2 separate regions of the Cyprinus carpio genome follow, and region 1 is linked to region 2. Evidence: chromatin contacts called from public Hi-C data. All regions are on one chromosome and are shown on one strand. The core of a region is the stretch at or near the end of the contact, and the rest is flanking DNA. Distances in the headings are between cores, read along the strand shown. Region 1 has its middle 16 kb from the start of si:ch211-117c19.1. Region 2 holds the start of LOC109071076 (repulsive guidance molecule B).

The links. Hi-C and Micro-C count contacts between places; a contact is called where the count stands out from the background.
Region 1: a Hi-C map of skeletal muscle shows a contact between it and region 2, with 7 times the contacts expected there. The contact joins the enhancer-like site here to the promoter of LOC109071076 in region 2. A contact is called at or near these places in 4 of 8 Hi-C or Micro-C datasets (liver and skeletal muscle).

What each region holds. Positions count from the first base shown.
Region 1 is chrB5:18,606,032-18,611,966 of ASM1834038v1, forward strand. No RefSeq gene overlaps it. Among protein-coding and RNA genes, the nearest start is that of si:ch211-117c19.1, 16 kb to the right of the region's middle. Within about 2 kb of position 4,465, at least 1 of the 8 cell types and tissues checked has an H3K27ac peak or open chromatin away from gene starts, as enhancers often do. A contact at or near this core is called in skeletal muscle, where this site is marked.
Region 2 is chrB5:18,515,147-18,521,577 of ASM1834038v1, forward strand. It overlaps LOC109071076 (repulsive guidance molecule B), which reads right to left and starts at 3,943. Exons shown (of 3, transcript XM_042724688.1): 1 at 3,471-3,943. The coding sequence starts at 3,576.

The DNA.
Region 1 (5,935 bases), core at 3,215-5,714, 91 kb after region 2:
GCAGAGGTGGGCTTTACATCATTCCTGCTTCAGCAAAGCCATGATGGTTATGCTGAAATACAAAGCGAGATGATAGATAAAAAATGACAAACAGATTCTAGATCAGCCAGGGGAGGACAAATCATCTACTCTGGGAAACATACTGTTAGGACTTGTAAGAGATCCATCTACTGGATTAAAGGCGGTGATGATCTTTTGTTCTCTGACCACAGATCTGTACTGCACAGCACACACTGATTAACAATGGAGACAATAAGTGTGACGATACAAAATGTTAAAGCACCTACAATCACAAAAACAGGGCATGAGCACAGAGACACTGGTTGTGCTTAACCTGTAATTTATTATAATTGTTTGACACATAACAAGGAGTTGCTATTAATCATGATTGTTGCACCATCAGCTGCACACTTCAGAACATCAGTAGTTACCATAATGGCCAAATTCCTGTGAAGTTACTGCATCAAAACATCACCTACGTAGCAGCAGTGCTAGCAATGGATGCTAAAGCAAAGGAGTAACAGGAGAGGATGCAATGTTTCTCTTTTAATCCCAATACATCATTTATTTGGTTAAAAATACAGCAATATTGTGGAATATTGTTACAATTTAAAAGTAGTTTTCTATTTGCTTTCATTTTGCTTCACTTTATATAAAGGGAGTGGCTTAATTCCCCTTATTGTTTGCTAAAACTTTTACTGAGAAGAAGAAAACTTAAAATACATTTGTATTCATGATACCGTTCTGCGCAAACAGTACTAGTGTAGCATACCTCAGTCTCTCCATGAGGAGATCAAGAGCCTTCTTCACATCTTGACTGAAGTAAAGCTACAGGCACACACTCTCAGACAGGAAACAATACCTATATTTAATGAATATAGGTGGTCTGACTGTGTTATGTTCTATGTTGAACTGAAAATAAACAACAACAAAAAATCTCTAGTAGGTTACTCCCCAACTCCAACACATTGTAGTGGTATAGGAGGAAAAGACTAATATGTGTGGTTCTGGTCTATGCTGTGTGATTATTAGAAATTTGCAACTTAATTTGCAACCGATTTAAACAGGAAGTCACCGCTAGACAGCCATATTTGACAGCTTGTGACAGTCACAGTTGTGATAAAATCTTATGTATTCTACTATTGGATTATTTTCCACATAATGTACATTATTGTTGCTCCTCTATGCCCCGCTTTTCTGAAACGTGTTTTTACAAAGCTCATCCTTCTGAAAAAGTGAGGTGTGCTCTGATTGGCCAGCTATCCAGTGCGTTGTGATTGGCCGAATGCCTCAAGCTTGTGACTGAAATGTTACGCCCCTTACCATACTGTGGTGCCGTCTCTCAGCACGATGAGACAAAACCAATAAAACCCATTACAAACAAGGCATTTGTTGCATCCAGCAGGGTCATAATTACTGATTATAATAACTTATACTGTCTTTTTACGCGTTGTGCTGCGTATCGCCCGGCATAAACATAAAACCATGTCTGCATTTATGATCAGAGAAACAACAAACAACAAGCGCTACTCTACACTGCTCAAAACTCATCAGTGGCAAATTCTTTAAATCTGTAAACATACTTACAGACTGTGAGTCAGAAGCACCAGACTGTCCTTGCAAAGTTGGAACTGCCCCACTTTATAGAAACATCCTTTGTGCCACAGACGCATTGTACTAGGCTACTGGTTCATGAAACAGTCCCCATCCTCCATAAATCCTCCATCCTCGCAGCACACATCTGTATATTTGGGTTGAACTGTTCTGGAACAGTGTTAATTAGCCACTGATTTCTAGTTGTGTCCTCTTTTGGAAGGCCAAACAAAGTATTTTCACATTGATTATATATCAACATATTAGAATGATTTCTGATGGAAGAATATTAATGCTGAAAATTCACCTTTGTTTCACAGGAATAAATTATGTTTTAAAGTTTATTAAAATATAAAACTGTTATTTTCCAATAATTTTCTCCTATTAAATTCAGATAAGACAGAGATATTACTTATTGGACCAGAAAACATTACACAGAATCTCGTAGATTACAATTTGCAATTAGACGGATGTACTGTTACTTCCTCTACTGTCAAAAATCTGGGTGTTATATTAGACAGTAACTTGTCTTTTGAAAATCATATTTCCCATGTTACAAAAACAGCATTCTTCCATCTTAGAAACATTGCCAAGCTACGAAACATATTACCTGTTCCTGATGCAGAAAAGCTAGTTCATGCATTCATGACCTCTAGACTGGACTATTGTAATGCACTTCTAGGTGGTTGTCCTGCATCCTCAATAAACAAGCTACAGGTAGTCCAAAATACAGTGGCTAGAGTCCTTACCAGGTCAAGAAAATATGATCATATTACCCCAATACTACAGTCTCTGCACTGGCTACCTGTTAAGTTCCATATCAGTTACAAAATATTATTACTTACTTATAAGGTCCTTAATGGCTTAGCTCCTGCGTACCTAACTAGTCTTCTACCACTTTACAACCCATCACGCTCCCTAAGGTCACAAAACGCTGGACTTTTGATAGTACCTAGGATAGCAAAGTCCACTAAAGGAGGTAGAGCTTTGTCGCATTGGGCTCCCAAACTCTGGAATAGCCTTCCTGATAATGTTCAGGGTTCAGACACACTTCTTCTGTTTAAATCTAGATTAAAAACACACTTCTTTGGCCAAGCATTCAAATAATGCATCTCATAATTTTGGACTGCAGTTATATCTGATCAAATGTGCATTATTATTCTTTAGGCTTGGGTTAAACTAATTAATTTTACTTGGCTGGAACAGCAGCTATGCTAATTATGTCTCTATTTGTTTCTCTGCTTTGCCAGTGTAGGATTTACACAAGCTCCAGTCTGGATCCAGAACACCTGAGAAGAGATGATGCCAACCCCTCAGAGGACCTCAGATGATGCTAACCCAGAGACAACATACAGAACTACCACATTTTGCTATAAGTTTGATTGCATAATTGCTGTTTATAGTGTTAATCGTCTGTTTGTTTACGTCTTTTATTGATTTTTCTGAACATTTCTGCCATATGCACATGAATTGACAGTCACCACTGATAAGCTACTACTAAATATTGTAGAAACTTAATTTTCTGTAAAGTTGCTTTGCAATGATTTGTATCGTAAAAAGCGCTATACAAATAAACTTGAATTGAATTGAATTATTTTAAATTGCAATAATATTTCACAAAATGAAGTTTTTTTTTTTTTTTTTTTGATCAAATAAATGCAGCCTTGATGAAAGAAACTTCTTTAAAAAACATTAAAAAACGTACTGATCCCAAACTTTTGAACGGCAAAAAGCCGTTCACTTTTGCTGGGTCTGTATTTCTGGAAAAGAGAGACTTTAAAATGCTTATAGCCTATATTTTATATTAGCGAAATATAAGCAAATTTTGTCAATGTTTAGATTACACAAAATTACCTAAACAAATATACATAATTTTGTAATAGACAACTATAAATGTTGATTTATGGGTTATCTCATGCTCTTCCTCAAACAACAACAAAAAAAATTTCTATAACTTTTTTTTTTTTGCATGCATTTTGAATTCATTTGAACTTAACCATAAAGGAGGGGGAAGCTCCTCAGCTCCAGCATAACAGACAATCTCATATTTGTTTTAATATAAACAACCTGTCGCAGTTCATTATTTAATTTGGGGCTCGAAATGCATCTGATAAATGTAGAATAAAAAGCCCAGAGCACCAGCACTCTATTAAATTTGTTTCATAAGCCATGCTGCATTCCCACTCTTCATATGGAAACAGACAAACACCGAGAGAAGAGAGGGAAAAGAGAGACACTAGGGGTGGAGTCGGCTAGAGATAGAGATTAATGATAATTTATGTGCCGAACATCCTGTGATGACCTCAGCCTTCTGCCTTCCTCACGCTTCCTTTCAGTCATCCATCCCCCAGCCCCAATTCCAAACCTCATTCCCATTTTCCAATGGACTGACAGCCAATCAGACCTAATCATTTCAACTTTTTTCAACATGGCTGCCAAGAGACAAAAACAAATAAATAAATGAGAACGAAGTGGAAACTGACCAGCCCTTTTGTTCTTCTCGTTGAACGCCCTGCAAACAAAAAGATGAAATGGCTGAAAAATGAGAGCACACAGTGTGATGAATGATTTTCACAGGCACATCTGGCCTGGGCTGTGCACGGCGTGTGAGCTGTGGGAAAGACCGTTCCAGCTAATCCATGCTAAGTCACGGTGGGAGTCTGGTAGGGGCCACAACTGCAGACACAGCTGCCTTAGTCAACAACTGGTTTCCTGGTTTTTCTTGAACCACACCTGACTCCATGCTAAGAGTGGTGAAGGACCCATAAAGACTGGCATAAAGATCTCTGCCAACTTCTGTTAACTGTGTGTGCCCTATGAAAGGGCTGAAATAAAATACTGAAAGAGTATTGAGAAAGAGACATTCAGTGCCAGATTCAGTGCTAATATGTGAAAGCAAACAAAACTTTAGAACCACAGTTAGATCTAGAACCTTAGAATCCAATAGTGGGAAAAAAAATGTATTGGTGTAGATACATAGGGAAGTTGGTGCAACATGATCACTGTTTACATAATGAGAGGGAATGGGAATATAAAACCATGAGAACACAAGGGCAAGAGTAAGACCTTGCTAGAAATAGATATCATTGGATAACATCTCTAGGGATGGTCTCTACCATTTTTAAAAAATAAAATTGAAAACAAATTACATTAAGGGATTCCTGATGAAAGCTGGCTGAGATTCATTTTTGGGGAACACGATTAGACCAGAGATTCACAAGAGACAAGGCCTACCTTTCTAGGTTTTCTACAAACAACACCGAATTGACCTTTGTACAGTTTTGACTCGACCCAATTCAGAAGATGTCCTGGAAACAAAAGGCCAATTACTAGACATCTATCTAGGGGAAGAGTGCCATCTAGGCACAACATGACACACTACAGTATGAACTAGTCTAAACATTGCCTTCAACATGGTTGCACTTAGGCAACTTATTCTTTTATTTTAATAAAAAAATTGGAGCATATCAACCAATTATATGCTCTCATAGTCAAAACATTAAAGGTAAACCATGAAGCCTCTGGTTCAAGTAGCTTTTAGTCTCCTCACATTCCTTTGTTTGTGGGCTTTAGCAGTATCAGTTGTTTCTTTATATTGCACATTTCTTTGTAGTTGACACTTGGCAAAAAATTAGAAATCTGTATATTAATCTGTATATATTCACAATACGTATCTCTTTGTATCTCTTGTTGAAGTGGGGTTCAGAAACCCAGAGTCTGTGCTCACTGGAGACCACATCATTGAGGAAGAATGCACAGCTCAACAGACCACTGTCAACAGATGAGACTGAGGGTGGGCTTTATGGGCTGGTGGCTTTAGTGCTTTAACACTCAGAATGCTTAGACTGTGGAAAACACTATACTCAATTATATAAGTTCTGCATTTAGCTCTGTTTCGTATTTTCAGCCTACAGCAGAGGTATAATCATTGACTAAAACTATTAAAAACATTTTTGGTTAATCAAAAGCTAAACTGGACTGAACTAAAATTAGAAATGCAGAAAAGACTAAAATAAAAACTAAAATAAAACCTTAATAAAAACAAAAGCTAATTCAAATTATCAATTAAAACTATAATAGCATATGAATAATAGTAAAAAAAAACACTGACATACTAAATTAACACTTAAAGAGACAGTTCATCCAAAAATAACAATTATGGCATCAAGTAGTCATTTAAAAAGTTGTTTTGGAACCCACTGACTTTCACTGTATGGACAAAAACGTTTTTTCTTCAAAATATTGTCCACAAAAGAAAGAACGTCAAACTAATTTGGAACAACATGATGGTGAGTAAATGCCTTTATTCATCCAAAAATTGTTTCTAATATAGCAGGCTACT
Region 2 (6,431 bases), core at 2,693-5,192:
ATTAACACGCTTGTGATGACTCTATCTTACACAGTCAGGGCCACCCATCTCTGCCTGCCAAGCCAATAAGTCCGACCGCAGTGGATTCAAATGCATCTGATTTGATTATCAGATGACGCGGAGTGCTGTAGCGGATCAGATCTGCAGTCGGTGCTGGAGGAGAAGGAGGCATGACAAAGCACGGGCTAGATTGGGTTTCAGTAACACGCTGTAAGACAATACGGTAGCCTGGCTGAAGCCATGTTGATGTTGTGCTAGTAAGACATTGGCTGGAAAGGAGAGGAAAAAGGCAGTCCCCACTCCCATCCACCTCCCGCTGTGTTTTATCAGGCAAGGCTCCAGTGACATCTGTACCAGAACAAAAAAACTCAAATACTTGGCAAGGCATGCAAGACAAAGCCATCTCCGGCACATTCCCATTTATAGTCCGAGCGGATGCTCGAAGCAGATGCGCACCAAGTAATATCCAAGGACCAACAAACAGCCGTTTGCTTGAAAATAAAGAATCATGACCCTGGTAAATGGGCAAGGGTATGAAACCACAAAGGCCGGGCTGCGAATGTAACCGCATTAGGTAGGTATGTCCTACATATCACAGAGAAACAGAGAGGCTTTTCATGGAGCCTATATGTAACCTTGTTGTCCATCGAATGCATGTGCCCCCATTGTTTCTCTCAGCAGCGTGGTGTGAGGTGTTGGGAAGGCTTTCTGTTTTAAAATCTAGGATATTTTATGAGGAATAGGGTGGTATCGGGGTGGAAACTCTACACATGTGTGCGCTTTCAGTGCATGAAGTAAAGCGACAAATCTGCCACCCGTCCATAATCTAATTCACAGCAATCCTGGACATGAGTTGTTTTTGCAGGTCGCTTGTTGAAACTCGTCACCTGACATTCCCCTTAAAACCTGGTGCAACTGAATTCCCAGTCATACCCTCAAAAAGAGCAGAATAGATTGATTTTCCTTATATCCAAAACACTTGCAAGGAATGTCTAAGGGGACCCCCAGTTGGGGGCAGCAGATCCTAAGCTAGTTGCAGATGAGGAGGAAAAAAATCACACTTTGTGTTAGAATGTCTCAGTGTCCTGACAAATGTTTAACCTAAACACTGAAATGCCAGAAATTTAAAGAAAGAATCATTTGAATCACTTTTAAAGGAGTTTGATGTAAGGCAAATCCTAAAATATCCACAAACCTAAATAAATAAATATTTTTATTCTTAATAAACCTATAATATCAGATAAATACAATATTTAATTATTAAAACAATTTTTAGAATGCATATTATTCCTCTTAAGAACACAAAGGCACCGTAAATCATAGGATGGAGAAAACACTATGTTGGTTTCACAGGTTCAGTTCCTTTCTGTGATCCTGCTGCTGGGGTGATCCGTCTCGTTTTGAGCACAGTGAACACCCTTGTTGCTATTAAGTCGTTGGAAATATTTTCTCAGGGTGGCCTGCCGTTTGAGCAGCCATTCTCAGCTGTAGAGGGGCCCAAAGAGTGTGTGCGGAGTGAAATTTCAAGATGTGGAATTTGGCCAGGGCAGAGAGGTCAACAGGCCCACACCTTCTCCAGGAGTCAACGTGAAGATCTGGAGAAAGCAGTGGGGTTTACAAGACTCAGTGTCTAAATGACATCTCCAGTCTTAAATGTTGAGCACATACTGTGCTGCACTGAACTTTGGAATCTGGTTTAATATGCTGGTTTGTCAGCCTTTCATTTTTATTCTTATTTGTAACTTCAAGCTTTTCATAGCCTTGCTACAGCATAAAAAAAAAAAAAAAAAAAAAAAAAAAAACAATCATGGTGCAGTAATTTTAGAAAGTATTAGTAAGATTTATCTCAGTAAACCACAAAAGCATCTATTAAAAAGTTTTAAAATGCACCTTTTTACAGGTAGTCTGTGAAATCATACAATCATTAAACAATAACGCACTATTCCAGACATGAGAAAAGACAGAGATGAAGAGAACGAAAAAATAAGAAAAAAGAATATGAACAGCTGCAACTGTCTCTCGCTTCTGCCAAGATTATAATCCAATCAAATACCACCGAGGGGTAGATGTATATTTGGGACTAAACCAATTGAGAGACAATACAGCCAGATTTAATAGCCAAAGATGAAATCAAAGAACAGCAAGCATGCAGTGGCTAAAAAAGAAATGACTGTTTTGTATGCATGTGTTCTTAAATACTACATTCCTTATTTAAACATTATTTCCTTATCAAAAACGAAACATTCAAAATATATCACAGATCTCTATATATTATATTACAAGTTTAGTATATTGCCACTGAAAAGAAAGCAAACATGTACAGCTGTCGAAAAGTGAAGCCAATCAAGAGCATGAAAGGGACAGACACTTGGAATGGTCACACTATGTACATTTCATGCTCAATATAAAATACGAATAATTTTATGGAAGATTTTGCTTATTTCTTCTGAAATGATGTTTAAAAATAAAATAAAAATATAAATTTAGGTTGAGCCATATAAATTTTTTCCCTCATTGAAGAATAGCAAAGTGCATAATGCCTGACTGCCCGGGGTCCATGTTAAATTAATTATGAAGGTGTGACTGCTCAATGGACACCCAGCAGCATTCCATATCCTCTTAATTCACAATGGCATTAACACAGTCTACGGCCAGGACACCCAAAGTGGAGCACTTGACAAGGTGCCAAGTGAAAACAGGGCACCAAATGCGTAGCATTCACAGTCTCCCAATTTCAACAAAATCATTTATGACTGTCCAAACTGGTCAATGGCACAAAAAAAAAAAAAAAAAAAAAAAAAAATTTAGTAAATGAGGAATTAGTGGAATTAGTAAAGAAATGCATAATTTTTTTTTTTTTTTTTTTTTTACTATAACTGAAGAGTACTTTATTTCTTTTTTAAACATTTATCAATATCGCAAAACCCTAATTAAATAATAAAACAGATCAAAAGCTAGATGGATGTTAACAAATTATCACCACCTTATTGCAACTTACAGCATGTGGTCTGCCATCACAAAAACAAAAGCAAACAACAAATAAAACCGAATCAAACAATCACCTGAGAATACGAAATAAAATTAATTAATATTATGATCACTCATAAATATTTAATTTCCTTTGAAAAGCAACCAGTCCAGTCAAGCAAGAGGGACGCGTAGATCAATGCACTACATTTAGGCTATTGAATATAAAGCTACAATAACTGTGCAAGAAGAAGACACGGATGAAGGACACTGCCCCAGACTGTAAAACTGTCACATGAAGAACTAGAATCCACTTTTTTGTGGGGATATATATGTATATTAACCAGCACTATCATAATAGCACGTAAATCCAATTCTATATTTATACAAGCGAGAATTAGACATCCCCTCAAGACAAAAACTACTTTATAAATGTGTTTTAATGTATATTTAACTTGTTTACGTTCAATGAATCATGCATAAAGTGTTGAGACCGTGTTTACCTATGTGAGTGAGAGAGGAGAGTGTGCACAGCACTAGTAGATGCAGTAGCGGAGAGATGAGGCGCTCAGCCCCGGGGTAGTAAGATCCTGCTCTCCCCATACCCATCCATCCATCCAGAGAGACTCGAGAGTACTCCACGGATCAAGAGATCGGGCCTCGCTTCTCCGAACTTCACGAACCGTAGCGACGCGTAACTCTCTTAAGACGCGACTACTTTAAGGTAACACAAACCGTCCGTAAGAGAAACAAAGTAGTGATTTTGGCAAGTCCGATCCAAAACACTTCTTCTTGGAGCAAGGGAGAAAAGTGATATTTAATTTGTATTCGGTGAAGACAATCAGTCCGAAACAATTCTGTTAACGTGCTAAAATTAATCTGCGCCCCGCAATCGCCCGATTCATGTTGCATACACATCAGATTTCTCCGCCACAAGGAAATCTAGCCCCGTCTTTCCCCAATGATCGATAGTGAATCAACCTAACCCAGAGTTTAGCGGAAACCCCGCCCACACAGACACACAAACTCCGCCTCCTAAACCATGCACCCCAGCCGCAGATTGACAGCAGGGAGAAAATAGATGCAGTGGTCCTGAGATGATCTTGTTTGTTTCCTTCATATTTTTGAGAATAAAACATAGCTGACTATCAGGACAAAATACTATCAACATCCCAAACACTGATTATTTATTAAGGAGATACATACTTACATACATAGCCTACATACAGTACATACAGTATCAGTAGATCAGTGGAAATAGTGATCAGTGGCTGTATGGAAACCTGTAGCAGTAAATAAAATGTAAACAACACCTAAATTAAATAACTACAATAAAAAATTAAAACAAACAGAAAAAAATATCTAAAATAAAAAATGCAAATGATTTATTTTTAAATTCTAGTTTTTGACATGGTTTAATACAATTTAAAACCTTTTCAGCTGTGCAAAAAATGCACAATTCTTTACAATAAACATTTCAATTCAAGACTGTTAATGTGCACATAGTTAAATATGCAGATGTAAATTCAAACCTGTTAACCTAAAACTAAATTGAAACAATCACATAAATAAATTAATTAATTACATCTAAAGTCAAAGTCTGATAGCTAGCAAAAATTAAACAAAGAAATTACTGTTATTACTACAGAGATACACCTTAAACAATGTATCATGGAAAATATAATAAGACTACTTTATGGACTTACATGCAAGTTATTGATGATATAAACAGTCATAAGGGTGTAATTATGCTGCAGCTTATAGGAAAATTCACAATGAGAATCAGACAAAGAAACGTGAGCCAATTATAGGATGATATCATCAGCTGATTTATAGCAATAACATACTAAGACCACAAGACTTTACAAGACATTAATACAGACCTACTTCCTGTGCTGGACAGCTACAGTGCGAGTGGTATTTATAGGGCCACAAACTCCCTCTCACTGTAGAGAAAGCAGCGCTACTGCCGTCCAGCAGGGGAGCAGCAGTGTTAGAAATCCAAGACCTGCTCCACTCTGTCAATACAATACAAAATCAATTCAAAGAGAAACATCAACCCACTTTTATATAAATACACAAAATTGGGTTATGCTGTGCTAAACGGCTCACAGGGATTCCTTGTTTCAAATGATAATACTGGAAATTCTTCTGTGTTTAGTTGTTTTTGTGGTAGAGGGCAAAGCAGGCTGTTTGTACAGTAAGTTGATTAGAGTATTGGAACAGCAGTTTAACGGGATAGCAGTGTGCAAAGTGCGGAGGTTTAAGGGTTATTGCCTTTAACCCAATTCCTTTTCTTGCACTGCTTAAGTAGTCAGACAAAAATCAGGCGAAGTGTAAGAAGTACTTTGCCAGCCATAGGATTAGAGGGATTTTGGATTTCTTTTGGTCATAAAACTGACCTGGTTCTCTCTTTAGTGTGACACCGGATTATAGAATTATCATCCAAAAGCCCCAAAATGTATTTTTAGGTGAGGAAAATATCAAAGTTGACCAAATTGCATGAGCGTGATATTGGAGTCCTAATGCTTGTGTCCCATAGAAGCCTAAACGATACACAGAGTGTGTATTGTCAGAGTGCAGTGATAATGGCTTATTGATTGGTCATGGAGAGCATGCATTCAGATATGTCAGGGGCTCAGCTTGGTCCCCTCTGGCACATCTGAATACAGGTCAATGGCCAGTCACTATTATAACCTCTAAGTGCCCCTACAAACCACAAAATAATTCTGTCAAGCATAAACTTTGACACTGGATTTGTTATTAGCTGATTTGATGGATGGTATATGCAAACTTTCATGTGTGTGTGTGTGTCTTAACAGATGACTTAATATGATCACATTTAACACTATATGCTGCGAAATTTCACAGGCAAAGTTCAGTCATTCTAGTAGGAATCTTTGTGATTTGGATTTTCATGTGACAGTAAAAAAGTTCATTCTCATTTTCAGACATTTACAAATCCAATAATCACAAAGGCTGAGTGTGAAGGCTTGTTTGCTTGGTGATTTGCTAAATTTATGCAAAACAGATGGTTTCAAAAGTGCGCCATCCAAACCTCTATAGTGGAACTAATAACCTCAATACAAAATCTATATCGGTAATTCTATGCATTAATTCCTCTTTTTTAACAAAATATACATTTTAGAAACAGATTTCATTTGTCAGTACCGTAGGGCATTGGGCTCTAGGCCAGTCTTATTTACTGTGCTTTGTCTGTCCAGCTGGCCTAGCTGCACTTCTCCTAATACGTCAATAGACAAGCGTGAGAGCATACCATCTCCGGACAACAACCCTCCGCACAGCTGCAAGAGGAAGGGCCGGAGTCTGAACCCAACTCCCACAAAGAGCTGACCCTAACATTTCAGCTCAGTGACAACATCAAGGCAACATGGCTGAACTTGCCTGAGACTTTCATGTCAGTCAGAGAAAAAGGCGAGCCCTGTGCTATGCCCTCCACGGTA